Linked DNA regions of Sus scrofa: regions 2 and 3 are each linked to region 1. Evidence: chromatin contacts called from public Hi-C and HiChIP or PLAC-seq data. All regions are on one chromosome and are shown on one strand. Each heading gives the region's core, a stretch centred on a gene start, on an enhancer-like site or on the middle of the called end of the contact. The rest is flanking DNA. Distances are from core to core; before and after follow the strand shown. Region 1 has its middle 110 kb from the start of HIF1A. Region 2 overlaps PRKCH (protein kinase C eta type). Region 3 overlaps PRKCH (protein kinase C eta type).

Region 1 (2,674 bases), core at 119-2,618:
TAAAGGATTTGAGAAGTTATGCAGTCAAAAAATCTGGGTTAACTTGGTTTAACCCAATGTTTGTTATATTTATTTAACTATGGAAATGTTTTTCTTGACATATACACATTATAACCATTGCAACTTGTGTTCTATAATGCAAACTCAGGAAAGGCTGCCCTGTACAATCAAGTCCACATATTTTGGCCTGTCCTGCAGAATGTGGGTCACCAGGTTTAGCTCAAAAAAATACAGAGTGCCTAGTTGAATTTGAATTTCAGATAAGTCTAAAAAAATTATTTGCTGTTTATCAGAAATCCTGATTAACTGGGGGTCTCGTGCCTTAGCTGGCAATCCTATACAGAATCCTTGGTGACCTAAAATATAAGGAAAAGACTGAACCAACATGAAGCTGGCAAGAATTTTTTTCTACAGTTAACATAATAGGAAAGGATAAAGTCAAGGTTGATTCTTGGCTTTCAGTTGGATTCCTTCAATTTGCCACCAATCCTTGTTCCCTTAAAGCAATGTTCTCCCCACTGACTGCAGGTTAGGATCACCTGAGGGGCTTTTCAAACTACCTACACCCCATCTCAAACCAAGTGACTTAGAATTGGGGGGGGTTCTGAGTGGGGAGTTTGAAAGGCAGGGCAGGGAGGAAAGGGAGGCACCCAGGGAGTAAGACTTAGGGAGGCCCTGACTCTCAGGGCTGACCCTGAACTTGCACAACCCTCAGAGCCAGGACCCCCTTAAATCTTCCATCCAGTACACCTGCTGGCCTCACCCTAGTCAGATCCTGTTAAAAGAAGTAGGTACAAGATTGTGGAGAACAGCTTGCCAAGGATGTCTGAGCTGCCCTGAGCCTTATATCCACATTTCGTTGCTTTACAAGGAAATGTCAACCTTTTCCAGCAATGGACATGAACTCCAGCCCATAAGCATGAGTCAGGGGAGGCTTCACTAGGTCAGGTTCTCCTGAAATATAAACTTGCAGCCACTTCTAAACATTACACAATGCTTGGGTTCCTCATTCTTTTTCAGTGCAGGCTGGTGATGTTTGAGGAGCTTCAAGTCCCTGGCAATCCATAGCTTCTGTTTTATATTTGAGTATGGTCTTAACTTTCTGAACATGTAATGAAAGTATACGCTTCATGTTTCACTCCAAGATCGTATGGATTCTCATCCTCACTCTTCCTCCTCCCGCTCTTCCTTCTCCTTGCTTTCTGCCTTTGGGGCCGTGATTTTATGCCCCAGCACTAGCAGGCTGGTCAGAAAAGCACACTATTAATCTTCACTGGATGCAGTGCCAGGACAGCTTGCCTGGGAACAGCCCAGGCCAGCCTTGGGAGGCCAGCTCTTGGACCCGTTTCTTCCTTCACTGGCCTCTAAGTTCCATAATGTCATAAGCTCCTGCCCATTGCTACTGGCTGGTGGCCAGATCCTTCACTGCTGATTCCCAGAGGCTCTGCAAGTTTTGAAACACTAGGGGTAGAAACTTTGTAATTTTCCAGAGCTGGGAAAAGGTGGCAGTGGTGGATGGGAGCTCCCCGCACAGGCAAAATTAACTTTTTTCTATTGTGCTAGTTGAATGATTTTCAAGGATATTCTTCTTATCAGTGGATTCAAAACATTACCTCCTCAGAGGAAAATTTTTCAGCGAACAATGCAAGGGAAAGGGTCAGATAAGGCCAAGTTTGCAGCAATTTCCCATTAATAGCAAGATCACAGGACCATACTTGGCTTAATAGCTATGTCCCTGTAAAGTTTCACATAAATGGAATTTTTAAAAAATTAAATCACTGTAAGTACGGAGGAAAGATTGCTAAATAAAGGAAGCCTGAAGCACCTTACTTTATAAAGTGAGGGATTTTTACATAGGGCACAACATCCATCCTACACACATACATTGATTTTTTTAAAATAAGTCTGCAATTTTCCACAGGCTGCATTTTCATGAGGTGAGGGGTGCCTGTTACTCACGATGATGACTGGTCTGAGGCCACAGCTCTTCAAGGGTTCTGAAACTGAACTTTTCACAACATTCTCTGAGAAGTAGCTACAAGGGTTCCGTGTGGACTTTTAGCTGAGAAAGATCATTCGTGTGTTAAGCTGATCCAGAATCCTCCTGGCCTACCTCCAGACTGATGTGGGCTCTGGGGTGCCCAGAAAAATTGTCAATGGATGGGCATGGGAAGAGTTAAGGGGGAACGTAGTGAGGCTAAATAATGCCAAACGCAACAAGAAGAGCAGTGTGCTGAGATGGAGAGAAGCATGAGCTCTGTGACCAGATTGCTCTGACTCTGCTTCTGTCCTCTTACTGGGTGACTCCCTGAACTTCAGTATCTTCACCTGTAGCATGCAGTGTTTATAATAATACCTACCTCAAGGTAGCTCCTGGCACAGTAAGTATTCAAAAAGTCTTAATCATTTTTAAATGGCCTGGGTTAGCTCCATTCAGATAGGAGAAAAATATTAAAAAAAAAAAATCAAAGAAGTTAATGTACACTGGGTACTCGTCCATGCCAGGTACATGCTGAATACTTTAATTCTTACATCTTATGCACACAAAGGCACTAATATTACCCCTACATCTCAGTGGAAACTAAAGTTCAGAGAGGTTAAACAATTTTCCTAATGTCACACAGCAGGTAAGGGACAAAGCAGATACGTGAGGCCAATGCTATCTATGGCTCTT
Region 2 (2,674 bases), core at 65-2,564, 160 kb before region 1:
TTTTTCACAAATATCTTTTGGATGAAATATCTCCTGATGCCCACGGTAATCCACAACAAATACGAAGTGTAGATACTATTAGCCTCATTTTTTCCCCCTGAATCTAAAAGTATTTAATTCTCTTTATTTATTATTATTATTATTTTTTGTCTTTTTTTAGGGCCGTACCCATGGCATGTGGAGGTTCCCAGGCTAGGGGTCCAATCAGAGCTGTAGCTGCCAGCCTACACCACAGCCACAGCAACGCCAGATCCAAGCTGTGTCTGTGACCTACACCACAACTCACAATAACACCAGATCCTTAACTCACTGAGTAAGGCCAGGGATTGAACCCACAACCCGGTTCCTAGTCGGATTCATTTCCACTGCACCATGACAGGAACTCCTAATTCTCTTTATAAATACATGCAAAGAAGAAAGTAAAAATAATTCACAATCTTACAGGCCAAAGACAACTCTTATTAGCATTGTCATATATGATCTTCCAGGCTTCTTCAATGCATAAAGACTAAACTACCAAGTTTATTCCACATTATCTTTTTTCATTTTTATTTTTTCCATCATAGTTGGTTTACAGGGTTCTGTGAGTTTTCTACTATACAGCCAGGTGACCCAGTCACACATACCTATATACATTCTTTTTCTCACATTATCTGCTATCATGCTCCATCACAAGTGACTAGATATAGTTCCCAGTGATATACAACAGGATCTCATTGCTTGTCTAGCGTCATTTTAAAGTTCTGGAAACTGAAGTCCAGAGAGGTGAAAGAACTTGCCCCAGATTACACAGCAAGCAAGAGTCGGGCTGGGGTTCTTAACCAGCTTCCTGATCTATGCTAGTTGCTTTATCCCACAAGTAGAAATGTCCCCTCTGCAATGTGTGCAGCTAAGGAGAGTGTCACCAGGCAGGAATTCAGCCCCCCTCCCTTTTTTTTTTTTTACAATATACAGAGTGGTGGCCTTTTATAAAATACCTAAGGAAAGGCCTTTTCCTTTTACCTGTTGGGTTTCCTCCCTTCCCTGAGCCATGGGTACCACACATACAATTGGGTCAGCTTCTGGGTCATTTGGTAGAGTTTGCCTTTGGCTCAGATAAAAACAGAAAGCGAGCCAGAACATGGCGTTTCCCAAGTGGGCATGTTCCCAATTTATTCATCGTGTTCAGGCCCGGGACAGAATGCACAGAGGTTGTTTCCAGGCCCTGGATTTCTGGGAGGTTTATTTCGGACCTTTGCTTCTGTCCTCTGAGGCTTCCCGGCTTCCCGCCTCTCTGTGACTCAATAGAGCCATGGCAATGAATGGGAAGGAGGAGAACCCGGAGTTCTGGCTGTTCCCTTCGCTCCCTCTGCTTGGCTCCGCCTGCCAGAACACTCGGCGTGACCCAAGGGTTTGAAAGGTTTGGCATGTGTTTCCCTTTGAGGTTGTTTTGTTGTAGCTGGCCTCGTTGCTAGCCTTCATCGATGCTGATGACCTAGACCTGGCCTCGACCCCCCACCTCCATGGTTCTAAGGTGGTTCCTGGATCGCCTGTCATTTCCTGTGACTCATCTGAGACTTGCCAGGATCAGCTCTGGTCTCTGCATTCCCCGACCGCTGCCTGAGCTTTGTGGTAGTGAGTTTTGGTCATGGTTTTCCCTGCCCGTGCCTGGGAACCTGCCAGAGTCTAGATCCCCTGGCCTTAGCAGGGCCCTGCTTTAAAACCATGGGGCTTGAAGTGCTGGGAGTGGCTCCAGGCCTGAGAATGTGATGGGCTCTCTGCCAAATAGTTTAGTGAGAAGTCAGCTGGACCGGAATCACCATGATGGAGAGCTAAGCCAGAGAAACAGTCCTTTGAATCCTTGGTCTAGTTGGGATGAGAAGATTAACACACATGGAACAGACAGTACAGTGACTGGATTTACTTTCTGCTACAAAAGGAAAGGGACCCGAAACTGGACACTGGATTCTGGGGGAGAATCTTACCTACAGGCCAGTCTTTCTTTGGTTTGTTATAAGACTAACAATCCAACTGGCAGCACCTCAGGGTGGCCTATAGGTGATACCCTGGGAGTAGCTGGAGTGGGTCTCACTTTGACCCTGAACCGAGAATCATGCAGTGTAAAAGCCCACTGCTCTGGGTGGAAACCATAGGCCAGAGTGGACTGAAGTTTTGAAATACTTGAGTTCCCCATAATTATTTCATCACTGGTAGGAACTCAGCTGTGTCCATCTCTTCCAGATTATTCTGAGGCCACTCACGACAACATCAGCCCACCCTTCTGTATAAATGTAGCAGAATTGGAATCACAAAGACTTACCCGCCAGCAGGTGACCATCAGAGGTGTCAGTTCATTTGGCCATGTGCCTGGCTTGCTTTCAGGGTATGTGCTCAGCTTCGAGGTCTTAGGGTGCAGCGGTGAACACAGGAGGGGGGCCCTTCCCTCATGGAGCCAGGTTCTCCTAGGCAATTGGGGACCCAAGCAGTCTGTCCACAATGTGGAGTCAGCCGCTGAGCCTCTGAGTGATCTGGTCACAATAGCAGTTGTGAGCCTGCCATCCGCTCAGAGGAGAGCCCATAGGGCTTGCCTGGAAGCTGCATGTGCACACGGATTCATATGTGCTGCAATGGAAGGAAGACCTGATGGAGATTCCTGGGGGCAGGGATGGGCCAGGATCCTTGGCCCTGCTGGGCT
Region 3 (2,674 bases), core at 62-2,561, 140 kb before region 1:
GACTCGGCTTGGATCCCAGGCTGCTGTGGCTGTGGTGTAGGCTGGCAGCTACAGCTCCAATTCGACCCCTTGCCAGGGAACCTCCATATACTGCGGGTGTGGCCCTGAAATAGCAACAACAAAGAAAAAAAAAAGAAAAGAAAAGAAAAACATAGACCGGGTGGCTTATAAACAACAGGAAGTTTATTTGTCACAGTTCTGGAGGCTGGACATCCAAGATCAAAGCCCCACATGGTCATGTTTGGTGAGGGTCCTCTTCTGGCTCCTCATAGATGCTTTCTCACTGTGACCTCACATGGTGGAAGGGCTAGGGGTCTCTCTGGAGCCCCTTTTATAAGGTACTAAACCTATTCCTCAAGGCTCTCTCCTCATGAGCTAAGCACCCCTCAAAAGTCCCACCTACTACTACCTTCGAAGGTTAGGATTTCAGCATATAAGGGAGGTGGGGGAGACACAAACATTCAGACAAGCAGTGGGAAAAAGCAAAAAAGCCTAAACTCGCTTTCTGGAATACTTAGGCTTTATGTAGGTCCCAGATTGCCTGAATGCGAGGCATGGGCTGGATTATCTGTGTGGGATATGACTGCCTTGCCGTCTCATTGTATCATTTGTCTTGAAATACAGAGGATGGTCAGTGTACTCTGATGTGGTTTCTAGGGAAGCAGTCTCGGTCCACATCTTGAGAAACTGTCTTCCAGTTCTTGGTGCTGCCGATCAAATCTGAGAATTCCTTTTCAGTTTTACTCTTTGACTCAAATCCCCTGTGCAGGCTCTAACTGATACGGTTGCCTTGGAAGGGAACACGTTTAATTAGGAGAGATTCGAATGCTATTTTTATGCTCTGGATTTATTTCACAGGATAAGTTTAATTCCATTCAGGGTCCTGGCCTGAGAGCAGAGTCTTAAGGGTAAGCTTTTGAAAACCAAGTCCTTGGAATCCACACGCAGCCAAGGGCACACTGGGGTCACAGAGGGTGTGAATTTGATCCAGAGAGCACAGTGAGAAATGCAGACGCATCAGGCAGCCTGGGTTATCACGTGTCCTGGGTCGGCCTTTATCCGACCTTTACCCAGACCTCCCTGGATGATGCCTCTGAGCTAGCCAGACAGAGTTGTTGTTGGGTTGGTCGTTTTGGTTTTTCTGGGGGAGGTTTTTTTGGTTTTGTTTTGTTTTGTTGTTGTTGTTTCCAGCAAGTTACAAAGATAGTACCATTTGCAAATCCTCACCAAAGGGGACTTAAGAAGGTAGTCCTTCAGGCACCCTCTGACCCTCTGACCTGACTTCCTTGTATGAGAAGTCATGCCTGTGCTTTATGTGAGAGGAGACAGGCCACGCCCATTCAGGCGCTTTTCCGCTAGTCTTCTGACCCTGATTCTCAGATGTATCCACTTGACATGGAGGAACAGAGGCCTAGTTCTTAAAGCAAGAAAAGAGTCTGCCCCTTTGCCTTTGGCTGGAAGCTCTGGAGCCTTCCATGGCCCCCCAGACTGAAAAGGGGGGCTGGAAGTAAGCAGTCAATGAGTCACTTGCTCAGGCAAAAAAAAAAAAAAAAAGGCTATTCATGCCTTTCTCTGGGGCTTGCTGGCCGATAGGAAGCCCAGATAGTGCTCATGAATAATTTACATGAGTACTGACTTTTTTCCAGAGTCAAGCCCTGCAGAAAAGGGGAAAACAACAGGGCATGCATCCCATTTACCTGCCCGCCAGCATCTCAGGCACCATCTCCTCTCCTGTTTCATATGCTGCATTAAAGGTGAACTCAGCCCTCATTGACATTTCAACCCCAATCCCCTAAAGCCAGCCAGCACACATTGGATTTGCTATTTTTAACAAAGCATGAATGTATCTAAAATATGTTGAGTGAGGGGGAATTTATAGAAGAGCACAGTTTGACTTTTGATTCCTCCTTACCACATTCTACTCCAACACAGCACGTTTCAATGCACAGCTTTTAACTCCTGTGTCTGACCACTTTGTGCCCCGTGCAGTTCCTGGTGTGTGGAGTGCGTGGTAATGAGTGTTTACTCCTAAAGCTCCAAACACGTACTGTGACAATTTGCTATCCCATCATCCAGATGTGGACCTGGCCACAGAGGCCACCTGCCAGACCTGCCATATTGTCCTGTACCTGTAACACTTAGGCAGGAATCACTTTTGATTTCTCCTCAAATTAGAGAACAATCTCTACCTAATTTGACTTTTTTTAAGACTTAGAATTTGGGAAGATGAGCAATGATCCCTCCTAGAGGAGATCAATTAAGCTAATCTGGAAACAGAGCTGTTGGATCTGCATGAACAACACAAATTTCTAATATCATCTGATTCTTGCTTCTCAAAGATATCATAAGGGAGCATCAGGTGCCTCTATGACTCCACACACCTGTGTGATCTGAAGTTAGCTGAACCATTGCTTTGCTAGAGATCCCATGGGGAGGCCACCTCTGTGAGCATTGCCTTCATATCTCTTCTATGTGGAATCTAAAATATGGCGCAAATGAACCTATCTACAGACTCATGGACTTAGAGAACAGACTTGTGGTTGCCAAGGGGGATGGGGAGGGAGTGGGATAGATTGGGGGTTTGGAGTTAATAGATATAACCTATGACATTTAGAATGGATAAGAAATGAAGTCTTACCATATAGCTCAGGCAACTATATCCAGTCTCTAGGGA

The links. Hi-C and Micro-C count contacts between places; a contact is called where the count stands out from the background. HiChIP or PLAC-seq counts read pairs in DNA pulled down with a chosen protein or histone mark.
Region 2: an H3K27ac HiChIP or PLAC-seq map of alveolar macrophages shows a contact between it and region 1. The contact joins two enhancer-like sites. A contact is called at or near these places in 12 of 47 Hi-C or Micro-C datasets (alveolar macrophages, embryonic fibroblasts, heart right ventricle and 7 more) and 2 of 2 datasets of contacts at active chromatin or transcription factors (alveolar macrophages and skeletal muscle).
Region 3: a Hi-C map of liver shows a contact between it and region 1, with 4 times the contacts expected there. The contact joins two enhancer-like sites. A contact is called at or near these places in 2 of 47 Hi-C or Micro-C datasets (liver and skeletal muscle) and 2 of 2 datasets of contacts at active chromatin or transcription factors (alveolar macrophages and skeletal muscle).

Annotation. Positions count from the first base shown.
Region 1 is chr1:190,513,858-190,516,531 of Sscrofa11.1, forward strand. No RefSeq gene overlaps it. Among named protein-coding and RNA genes, the nearest start is that of HIF1A, 110 kb to the right of the region's middle. Within about 2 kb of position 1,369, at least 32 of the 83 cell types and tissues checked have an H3K27ac peak or open chromatin away from gene starts, as enhancers often do. A contact at or near this core is called in alveolar macrophages, embryonic fibroblasts, liver and 5 more, where this site is marked.
Region 2 is chr1:190,350,552-190,353,225 of Sscrofa11.1, forward strand. All of the region lies in intron 9 of PRKCH (protein kinase C eta type), which reads left to right. Among named protein-coding and RNA genes, the nearest start is that of PRKCH, 150 kb to the left of the region's middle. Within about 2 kb of position 1,315, at least 36 of the 83 cell types and tissues checked have an H3K27ac peak or open chromatin away from gene starts, as enhancers often do. A contact at or near this core is called in alveolar macrophages, embryonic fibroblasts, liver and 5 more, where this site is marked.
Region 3 is chr1:190,370,485-190,373,158 of Sscrofa11.1, forward strand. The region is part of intron 10 of PRKCH (protein kinase C eta type); the gene reads left to right. Among named protein-coding and RNA genes, the nearest start is that of PRKCH, 170 kb to the left of the region's middle. Within about 2 kb of position 1,312, at least 6 of the 83 cell types and tissues checked have an H3K27ac peak or open chromatin away from gene starts, as enhancers often do. A contact at or near this core is called in liver and skeletal muscle, where this site is marked.